Linked DNA regions of Sus scrofa: all the other regions are linked to region 1. The links are chromatin contacts, called in public HiChIP or PLAC-seq maps. All regions are on one chromosome and are shown on one strand. Each heading gives the region's core, a stretch centred on a gene start, on an enhancer-like site or on the middle of the called end of the contact. The rest is flanking DNA. Distances are from core to core; before and after follow the strand shown.

What was found. HiChIP or PLAC-seq counts read pairs in DNA pulled down with a chosen protein or histone mark.
Region 2: an H3K27ac HiChIP or PLAC-seq map of skeletal muscle shows a contact between it and region 1, with 14 times the contacts expected there. The contact joins two enhancer-like sites. A contact is called at or near these places in 9 of 47 Hi-C or Micro-C datasets (alveolar macrophages, embryonic fibroblasts, fetal heart ventricle and 6 more) and 1 of 2 datasets of contacts at active chromatin or transcription factors (skeletal muscle).
Region 3: a contact with region 1 is called in an H3K27ac HiChIP or PLAC-seq map of skeletal muscle, with 7 times the contacts expected there. The contact joins two enhancer-like sites. A contact is called at or near these places in 2 of 47 Hi-C or Micro-C datasets (heart right ventricle and mesenteric adipose tissue) and 1 of 2 datasets of contacts at active chromatin or transcription factors (skeletal muscle).

The regions. Positions count from the first base shown.
Region 1 is chr1:105,235,787-105,239,318 of Sscrofa11.1, reverse strand. No RefSeq gene overlaps it. Among named protein-coding and RNA genes, the nearest start is that of TCF4, 160 kb to the right of the region's middle. Within about 2 kb of position 1,513, at least 32 of the 83 cell types and tissues checked have an H3K27ac peak or open chromatin away from gene starts, as enhancers often do. A contact at or near this core is called in skeletal muscle, where this site is marked.
Region 2 is chr1:105,955,533-105,959,064 of Sscrofa11.1, reverse strand. No RefSeq gene overlaps it. Among named protein-coding and RNA genes, the nearest start is that of TXNL1, 56 kb to the left of the region's middle. Within about 2 kb of position 1,749, at least 5 of the 83 cell types and tissues checked have an H3K27ac peak or open chromatin away from gene starts, as enhancers often do. A contact at or near this core is called in skeletal muscle, where this site is marked.
Region 3 is chr1:104,611,501-104,615,032 of Sscrofa11.1, reverse strand. No RefSeq gene overlaps it. Among named protein-coding and RNA genes, the nearest start is that of CCDC68, 140 kb to the right of the region's middle. Within about 2 kb of position 1,687, at least 3 of the 83 cell types and tissues checked have an H3K27ac peak or open chromatin away from gene starts, as enhancers often do. A contact at or near this core is called in skeletal muscle, where this site is marked.

The DNA of each region.
Region 1 (3,532 bases), core at 264-2,763:
CGATGTAAACACACAGGTAATATTCTAGATTTTTCTGGAAGGCTCTGCACTGTCTCACTTTGGGCACACCTAAAATCAGCGGTCAGTCAACTCAGCTGGCTCTGAGTTGTGGCCTCTTAAACTCCTGAATCAAAAAGCATAAGGGCACATCTCTATGTCTCCCTTAAAAAGAGAGAGAGAGAGAGAGAGAGAGAGAGAGAGAGAAATCGGGAAGGGGAGACAGAGAGAAAGAGAGATTCTGCTTCCTTGCAATTTGAAATGACATTTTTCAGAACACTTCAGTTTTAATCACAGTGGAGAGTAATGGAAGGGATTTGGGTCTTTGACTTTCTACATTAATCAATGGGATTGATTTTTTTTTTTTTAATTTTAAAGAAGAGAAATAGCCTCTCTCCCCACCCCCTTCTCTCTCTGAAAACATGAGACAAGGAGGAGAAACTCTAAATATATAGTTAACTGTTGTATTATCAGTATGAGTGGAGAGAATCAATGGTATAAAGAATCCTAAAGGACTAAATAATCCCCAGCTCTACTCCAGGAGTGTGTGTTTGTGACAGTGACATTCAGAGTGTAGAGAGCCCTAGCCTGCCCCAACTGGTGAGAGGGGGAGAAAAAAGAGCCCCTGCTTCTGACACTTGATGCACAGAAAATGCTCTTCACTCACTACTTTCAAGAAATGATACAGTTCTAATCTTAACTTTTGAAACTACAGATCACAAAATCTTTTAGAGATCCTAGCTCTGGAAGATCCCTTCATGAGGTCATCTAACCAAACCTCTACTTTAAGGCAGGTGAGATAAAACTGTTTTAAATTTTACTTTAATAGATGAAGTAGTTGAGGTTCAGAGAGGACAATTAAGAGCCTGAGTCAGGCAGTGAAACGATTTTTGTCTGTAAATTAAAAACCCACTCAGCATCCAATTCCCCATGCTTGCCCTTGCCCCCATTATAAAACTGTAAATAACGTTGTTTTAATATTCCAGGTCTAAACTTTGAAGAACCCACAACCCAAAAGAGGAAAGATGACTGAATCAAAAGGGAATGCAGAATAATGAAAAACTGAGGTAGCTAAACACCTGGAGGAAACGCTAGGATTGATCAAAGATCCCATCAAATGTGGCTTTCTCCCCAGGTTAAGGAGGCTGAACCGCAAAGAAACCACGGGGCAGCCGAGGAGACGACGCCTTTTGGGGCCCTGTGTCGCGCTGCAGTATGATCAGCTATAAGGCCGGGCGAGGCAGCTGCCGCTTGGCGCCCGAGCGGAGGCACCGCGTGGCAAGGCCGGCGGCGACAACGCAGGGCGGTTGGCTCCGGGAGGGTCGGCCGGGCGCGCCGAGGCGGCGCGGCTACCGCGAGGAGCGCGCTCCAAGCCCGACTTGTTGGAAGATCTCGTGGCGCTCGGTCGGCGACAGAGATAGCGGCGCCGCAAGAGCGCACGAGGGCACGCCCACCGCAGGCCAAAGGGCTGCAGTTACAGTGGCCCGCCAGGGGACAGGGACGCCCCCCCGGCCAGCGAAACAGGCTCGGCCTCCGCCGCCGAGCCGGTCCGGACCGCGCGCAGCGAAAATAATGGAGATGTAGCCAGCGGAGGCTCGTATAGCGAGATCCAAATCCAAGACTCTATGTCGGCGTGGATGGAGGGCTGGCGGCAGAGGGACAGGGGCTTTAATCGCGACAGAAGCCCTGTAGGTGGTTCAGACTTTTTCTTTTGCCCTCAGGGGTCGAGCATCCGAGGTTAAACTGCCTGCGACTCACATGTCAGTGCAGCAGTTTCCCTGAGACTTCAGCGGCGGGAGGCCGAGCACCTGTGCTCCGTGCCTCTTGTAGGGACAGCTGTGCGCATCCCTCGGGCCCACAGACCGCACCATCTGACCTGCCAGGAACGAAATCTGAGCCTCGGAATTTGAAGGGCCCCGCGCACGTTCCTTCTCGGATAAATCTCCTAGGAAAGGATCGTTATTCTCCACTCAGAGATTATTTAGAGAGATGTCCTGGACGGGATAGGTAAACATATGACAGCCCAAGGAAGACATGTAAAACTTTAAATTGTAGACACTTAAGCACCAACTGTCTGGAGCCCTGAAGGGGGGAAAAATTATCCATCATCAGAAACTGCCAGGGCTGCTGGCATTTTCTAAATCAGAGGATGTATTAACCAGAGTGTGGGAAGTTTTCTGAACACAGAATTCATATTTCTGAAGCTCGTGAAGGGAGTGCTTCAACTCTCTTTCTGGTTGTTGTATCTTAGATCCCTAATTCCTTGGTTTTAACCACCAAGAAGAATTCCTTATAAGCAAGTTATTAAAAGCATTTACATTAAATATTACTGGATGGGAAATATTTCGTTTCCCATGCTCATTGTATCATATTCACTATGAACATCTCTGTGATCCAGAATGTTTGATATCAGACAGGCTTTCACAAGAACCCAAGCAGGTGTTAAAGGGCCCCACAGCACCTTGCGCTTGTGCAAACAAAGGGAATCCAAGGATGCTGCTGATGAATACGAAGTAAGGAAAGACACCCTTTTTCCCCCTTATTTTTAAGCTACTCTCTTAACCCAAAGAAACATTCTTTCTTTGACCATAAGATGAAGATTATTTAATTGATAACTTTGAGGGCCTTGTTCCTCTGTCACTCTTGAAGTTTTTTTGGTGGGGGGGGGCTGTTTGGGGGGAGGGTTTTTTGGGGGGAGAGGGCTAAGTGGAAAGGGAGAAGGAAAAGAAATTTGTTACTGGCTTTATCGAACCCTGTTAGGTTCCGTTTCTAACATGATGTGGAATGGAGAAGTTGCAATAAGTACATGATGGGAAAATAAGGTCTGTTAGAAAAATGTTAGGAAATAGGAATTTAGTGCCCTGGAGAAAAAAAAGGTCAAGAAAACCTTTAGTTTCTGTGCCTTTTAGATAGATAAAATACCAACCTACGAAGAAGAGATAGGGGTGGAATATATTTCCCCAGGCACCTATCTATCCAAAACTTTACTTGCATTATCTCATTGAATTGTTTCCACAACTTGAGAAAAAGGGTATGAGTTTTAATCCAATCCTTTTACAGAGCAGAAACCTGTAGAGAGCCCAAAGCAAATTGCCTGAGGGCTTTTATAACTAGATAGGAGCAGAATTAGAATTGACTAAGGAAGGGGTAAAGAAGAACTTGAGAATTAGTGTTTTTAATCTTGATTAGTTACAGAGGAAAAATGGGAAATTAATTACTTTCTGGGAGGATCTTTAGATTAGTGGGGGGAAATGATATTAAGAAAGACAAGTCCAAGTGAATTTTTCTTATTTCCTATTAGTGGCTTCAAGAAAGGTGTGACAGGGAGTTCCTATCGTGGCACAGCAGAAACGAATCCGACTGGGAACCATGAGGTTGCGGGTTCGATCCCTGGCCTCGCTCGCTGGGTTAAGGATCTGGCGTTGCCATGAGCTGTGGTATAGGTTACAGACTCGGCTTGGATTTAGCGTTGCTGTGGCTCTGGCCTAGACAGGCAGCAACAGCTCTGATTCGACCCCTATCCTGGGAAAGGCAA
Region 2 (3,532 bases), core at 500-2,999, 720 kb before region 1:
GAGCCCTGTGGGCTCCCATGAACCTAGGCTGTTAGTTCACCCTTGTACCTCCTGACTCTAGCAGCCCCAGGCAGCTCCTGTGGCCCACAGTTCCCAGTGGGCTCTAACACCCCTAGGCTCCCATCCATCTCAGCGCCCTCTGACTTGGGTAGTCCCAGGCACCCAATGGGCTCCCAGGACCCCAGGCTCCTGGCCAACCCTGGTGGTGACTGGCTCCTGTGAACTCATGCTCCCAGCCCAGCCCAGCCCAGCACCTGGCTAAGTGCCAGGAATATAGGCATTTATTCCACCCCTGTGCTAAGCCAGCCCCCATGGCCCCAATCTCAAGGCAGCTCCCATGGACACAGCATGCTGGTCACCCCAGTGGCAAACCATAATTCAGATAGAATTTTCAGGCCTAGGCTCTAGGCTCTTCTTAGCTTTGAGTTGGTCTCTGTGACTTCAAGTGCTAGGCCTGCCCCACCTGCTGACCCAGGCACCAGACCTGTTTTCCCCAAAGATGCCAGCATCAAGCTCCACCCTTCACCCCCAGACCCCCGACCTGACCCACCCAAAATAGACGACACCCTATGGCCCATCCAGGATCTCTGCACCAGCTGACTGGTAAAGGGCTTTGCCCTGGAATTAAATAAATTGTATATTATGCTTATTTAAGAATACATTAAATATATACATTTAACCTCCCCACCCCCCAAACCCCAGAACTAATCAATAAAGCCGCTTTGATTTTTTTGAGGTAGCGATTGGATATACCTTTTACAATTACTTTCCTGTTTACCAGAACCCAGTGAGCAGACTCGGTTGGAATTTTGCCTTTATTATCAGGACAGGGATGTATTGCCATCTTACAAGGTGCACCGTCGGGAGAGAGCCACAGTTCTGATTCCGCCTATGCTCACTGCAAAGCAGCAGTCTGCCAGCGTGTCAGAGCTGGCACAGCGGCTCCCCCATGCCCGGGAATCCGGTGCTGAGCAGGGATTAGAATGCCAGCATCTGATGCACGGGGTTGCTTCCTGCTCCCCCTTGGAGTCCTGACAAGAAATGACCTTGTTCAATCCTGCTGAGCTTCCTAGATTTACTGGGCTTATAGCAACACATGGGAAGGAGATTATGTTTATTTTTAAAACACACAAAAAAATGCAACCTTCCCAAGGCCTTTGCGGTGCTTGTGTGCAACAACACAAGTGCACACACACATGCAATGTATGTATAATCACTTCTAATTAACTTCAGCTCTTCCTGCAAAACTAAGTGTGAAGTCTTAAAGACTTGTCAGCTTCTCTGCCTGTGAAATTTATCTACTTCTAATTGTGAATAACAATACATTCAAGGTTAGCTATAAATGACTCAGATTTCACAGGAATCCAGTCTAAAAACCACATTTGAAGATGAATTCATTTCTGCAAAACATTTTTATAGTATGTTTCCAGATCAAAATGCAATTATTTATGCTTATCCAAAATGCCCTTTTTTTCCCCTCGAGGATTTTTTTTTCAAAATCTAAAAAATTAAATTTCATCAATTTTAAAATAAGCCCAGATATAAAACATATAAAGCAGGAAAGATGCCTAAAACAAAGATGAGTATATTATTATAGAGGATGGGAAAATATATTCAGTTTACACTTTTACAACTATAAATATTCAAAGAGCAGATGTTAACTAAGGTTAGGAATGTCCCCCACCTTGTCAGCAGCTCTGAGTACTCTGAGCACTTCCAGACCTCACCACTAGATGTCAGGAACAGCCCGATGAAATATACTAACCCATCCCTCCTAAGTAGAGTGGGTTACAGAACCTTTTAAAGTTTTTCCTGATTCTGTAGTTAATTTGGATAGGAAGTAATTTCCTTCGGGGGTTTGTGTCAAAATATTCACTGTGGGTTAATTTTAAGTAAGATATTAGAAACTATTAGAAAATGTGATCTGTTATCAAATCTGGGAAATGATCCTTTTAAAGCTCCAGGAATGTCTCCAGGGAAATCTTATGCCACGTGGAGCTGCACTGAAAACTGCCCTGTACTAAGGTTAGCTCCCGCCACAGCCACGCCAGAACTGAGCTCATCTGCGACCTACACCACAGCTCACGGCAACGAGACCAGGGATCAAACTCGCAACCTCATGGTTCCTAGTCGGATTCATTTACGCTGCTCCACTTCGGGAACTACTCCTTGCCTTTTGAAATAGGAATGGGCATGTCACCTGTGCAGTCACCAAGAATTCATGCAATTATGCAAGGATTTTGCATAAAACTAGGCCAGTGAAAGAAACAGTAAAGGAGGAGGGCCTTGCTGATCAGCTGAGAAGTTTTGACTTGAGACTTTGAGATCAACCCATTGAAGTAATTGCAGAAGACTAGATGTGATGAGTTGAAGTTTAGAAAGAGAGAATTCGATTCAATATAAGGAAGAACTTCCTAAAAATAAAGTAGCCCACCATCTAAACACAGCGCCTTAGAGAAACAGTGAGGTCCTCATCCCTGGAAAGATTTAAGGATCGACAGAGATCCTTAGGGGCCCAGAGAGAATCTCTATTTGTGGTGGCACGTGGGATTAAGTGGCCTCCAAGAGTGTCAGAGCCACAGGTCCACACTCAGTGATGTCCATCATTTAACCAGCAAGAAAGCAGCAGGAAAAAAGTTGAGAATGTGTGCATAGGTAAAAGAAATAAATGTTCGCAGTACCTAATCAAGGAAAATTGGGTTTTTGAAGCCCCATAGGGGAATGGTGATGGTTGTGCCTGTTTGTGGGACTCTGCCTGGGAAATACCGGCAAGAAGGAACTATTCAACTTTTGTGCTGCCAGCCTCTGATTCCCCTGTCTTCTTCATCCCTTGTCCTCTTTTAACCAAAAGTTGATCTTTTCTCATTTTAGGACCACACCTGAGGCGAATGGAAGTTCCCAGGCTAGGGGTCAAATCGCAGGCCTACACCACAGCCACAGCAACACAAGATCCAAGCCCCACCTGCAATCCAGCTTGCAGCAACGCCGTATCCTTAACCCACTGAGCGAGGCTAGGGATTGAACCTGCATCATCATGGGTACTAGTCAGGTTCTTGACCTGCTGAGCCACAATGGGAACTCTGCAAAAGCTGATCTTGACTCAGTCTTTAAAAAGTAAATCTTGGGGTAATTTAAGTGGCAATCCTCCCAATAGGTTGCATTTTATTAGGGAACAATGTCTGTGGGCTAAACTAGAAGAATAAAAGTTAGTCTGGGGTTGGAAGGCCTCAGCTGGCCTGAAGGGGAGGAAATAAGCCCTTGTTTGACCTTGTAACAGTTGCCTTTTCTGCCAAGAGGATAAGCCCCAGAGTATGGCTGGCCCTTGAAGTATATCACATGAACTCCGGAGATTGATAAAAAACAAAACAGAGTATTTCCACATATTCTTGGCTCTCGGAAGCAAAAAAGAACTACAGCTGAGATATAACTTAAGCCCACCCAAGACCTTGCAATATAGTGTATTACCCTAATGTAAATCAAGAGCGTGACTTAACTGTCTATCCAAATGCTCTCAGTAAAATCAGGTTTTATA
Region 3 (3,532 bases), core at 438-2,937, 620 kb after region 1:
ATATTCTGAAACCTTTAGGGGGAGGAAAGGATTGGGAGGGTGGGAATAACATATACACACTGCTGTACAAAATAGGTGATTAACAAGAACCTACTGCACAGCACAGGAAAATCGACTCCAGTTTGTCATCACCTATATAGGAAAAAATAATGGCTATATTTATATATATGGATGATTCACTTTGCTGTACACCTGAAACTAAGACAATATTGTAAGTCAACTATAGTCTAATAAAGTTAAATTTTAAAAAAAGAAAATATCGTTTCACTGATAATAACAACTGAAGATTTTCTAAAGTTCTCTATTAAAAAGGTAAAAATGCAACTATATTCTGAGGGCAATCTCTGTGCCAGGGACTTGGATAACCATTTCTATCATTTCTAGGCTCTAAACAGACTCAAACAAGACCAGTTAGTTAGTTCCTGGTTTCTGAGGAGTCAAGGATCCTGTTTAGATGTGAGTTCACGGAAACGGAGTTAATAGGGTTTCTCAGTCGCTGGGAAAAAAAAAATGCCTTCACTTTAAGAAAGAAGACAAAAAAGTATGTGACCAGTCTGGTAGTCAATTCCAGTGTGTGTTTGGAGCAGGAGGGGGACCGCTCTGAATGTCCAAGGGCAGCGGGCACACAGTCAGGCAGCACAGAGCTGGGACCAAGGCCTCCTGACCAGGGAGAGGTGCAGACAGCAGGCAGCACTTCCATGCGCAGCCCGAGACTCATTTCTGTACCTGGCCCAGCCTCCCAACCCCATCAGCTGTCAAGTTGCTGGGAGAAAAGTGCTATGAAGGCAATGGGACTCATCTCCTTCTAGCTGTTATTCTATGCTACTATGGTCATGACTTCTGTTTAATATATTCTGACCGGCAACAGCATCTCAGTGCTCGGCAGACCACAGAACTGAGCATGGCTGTTGCTGTTATACAATAGTCTGAAATTTTAAATCTACAGACCCAGGATCCTCAGAGAAGGAAGGGAAGGCTCTGAAGAGTAAACAGCAGGGGGTACGTCCTCAGTCCACGATTTGGTAACCTTGATCTCAGGCCTCGTCCAGAGGACTCTCTGCCCAAATTGCCCCAGAGGACATCGATTTCTTTTCTTCCTCCCTTCTTCCCTCCCTTTCCTTCCCTTTCCTTCCCTTCCCTTCCCCTTCTCCTTCCTTCTTTCCTTCCTTCCTTCCTTCCTTCCTTCCTTCCTTCCTTCCTCTTTCTTTCTTTCTCTCTCTCTTTTTTCTTTCTTTCTCTCTTTCTGCCACTACCAAGGCATGTGGAAATGCCTGAGCCAGGGATTGAACCAGCACCACAGTAATGACCTGGGCTGCTGCAGTGATAATGCCGCTGCGCCACAATGGACCTCCTAGGACACTGATTTTGGACACCTTAAGAAAGTCTTTTCAAAACCAGCGAGAATTCAGAAATGACTTGATGGGCTTAAGAATTTAGTTTGTTTTGGCTATTGGCAGATTGCAGAGAGAAGGGACCCCATGACAAATTAGGATCAATAATCACTGGAAATATCACATTTCCCATTTTGCTAATAAGCAAGTCACTGGGAGACTAACAGCCGACAAGAGCTCAGTCCAGACTTTGCCTGGCATTTCTAGCATCCCAAATTAGCAGCAAGTGTCATCAAGCATACAGGAGGAATTCCAGAGGAACCAAATCATTGCTCTCCAAATAGATGGAGAGAGGATGTAGTGAGGGGTCAGAAGTGGAGAGGACAGGCACAGGAAACCTTTGTGGTGTCATTTCTGTCCCAGAACAGGATGCCGGAAGGTGAGGGGTCAAAGCAAAGGGAAGTCTAACATCATAGTACAAAACGTAATCAGGAATGATTGGATTTTAATTGTTTCATTCTTCAGGGCAAGTGCTGCATGATCACTTAGCCATTGAATCTCTATTGTTTTACATTTCTTAAAGTTTATTTTTAATTTAAAGTCAGTAAATGAAAGGTTCAACAAACAAAAGTAGAGGTGGGGGAGAAGTCAAGGAGGAGCTTGTTAAAAAATGCAAACACTGAGGGACTTTTCTTTCTTTTCTCTCCTTTTTTTAAAATTTTCCCACTGTACAGCAAGGGGATCAAGTTATCCTTACATGTATACATTACAATTACATTTTTTTTTCCCCAAGAGGGACTTTTCTGTTGGACTCTCTCAAGCTGCTTCTTCCACTGGATATCTGGGTTGTAATTTGGAGCTTCAGCTCTGGCTTTGGCCCTATGCAGCTTCCTTGGATGTCCAGTCTTACCAAGTTATCTTTCTATAAACTCTCTTCACCTTCTGGTGGTACATAAAGAAGGACTCTTCAGCTGGCCAAAGAGGGAGTAGAAACTTTCAGCATCCCTTGGATTACCTGAGGTTCCCCTCACCCCAACAATTCCAGATGCTTAGAACTAACAAGCAGTTCATTGATAGTGTCAATATCAATGGTAAAGAAACCACGAATGATATCTCTCTTTACAAGTGAATTTCCCATGGACGATCCCAGTCTATATCCACCAGGGAGAAAGCGCACATGGCTCAGGTAACAACATGCAGAGTCACATGTCCCCAGTAGCTAGAGTGTTGGGGGTTGGAGAAAAGAGTTCACAAACCTGACCTCGGAATGTGGAAAGCTCTCAGTCTCTGAAAGTGTTCTCCCAGGTGGATGCAGCATCGTGTTCCAAGTTCTTCCAGGATCCTCCAAAATCAATGTGAAGTTCTTTGGAAAAACTTGCATGGTGTTCAGAGGGTGCCCATCTGCTATCGCCCTGACTGTCTGCATTTTAATTTTTGAACTCTAGTCCAGGAAACCTTCCTCAAACTCCACTCCATTCCCTGACAGAGTACGGGAAACTCCACCTTGGGACTTTTTTGTACTCGTGTTCTCCCATATCCTCAGGATGGCACTAAAACTGGGACTACAAGAGCTGCATGTAGGCATGACACATGATGGGAAATGATGGGCTCTGTCAGATGGATGGTACCCCCAGTACCTCCCATGGGCAGGTCTAGCCACTCAGCCCTAGCAGTAGAGCTGGGCTATTTTCTGAATATAAGAACCATAAGGATACCTAGACTGTCTTTAGAGAACTTAGCTATTATACCCTCACCTCTCAGGTCAACTTAATGGCAAAGATTTAAGAAGGGAAAACATGATTCATTTGTTTTCATTCACTAGACAAAAACCTATTGGATACCTACTCTGGGCCAAGCACTCTGCTGGATTCTGGGAATATAAGAGTTAGCAAGACAGATATTTGTCTGTCCTATGGATAAAACACAATAAATAAATAGGATGATTTCAAGTTACGATCAGTGCTATGAAGGTAACCAGCAAGGGACAGAGGTAGAGAGGACGGAATACTTTAGCTGGGTGGTCAAGTTCTGCTTACAGAAGTGGCCTTTAACTTGAAAAGAATGAGAAAGAGTTTTGTAGGCAAAAAATGGGGAGGAGAGGGAGAGAGCACTGCAGGGAAAACAAACAGCATGTGTATGGCTTAAGGTGAGAAAGCTTGTGTGTTCCAGGAACTGGATGAAAGAACCTAGCAGAGGGTTAT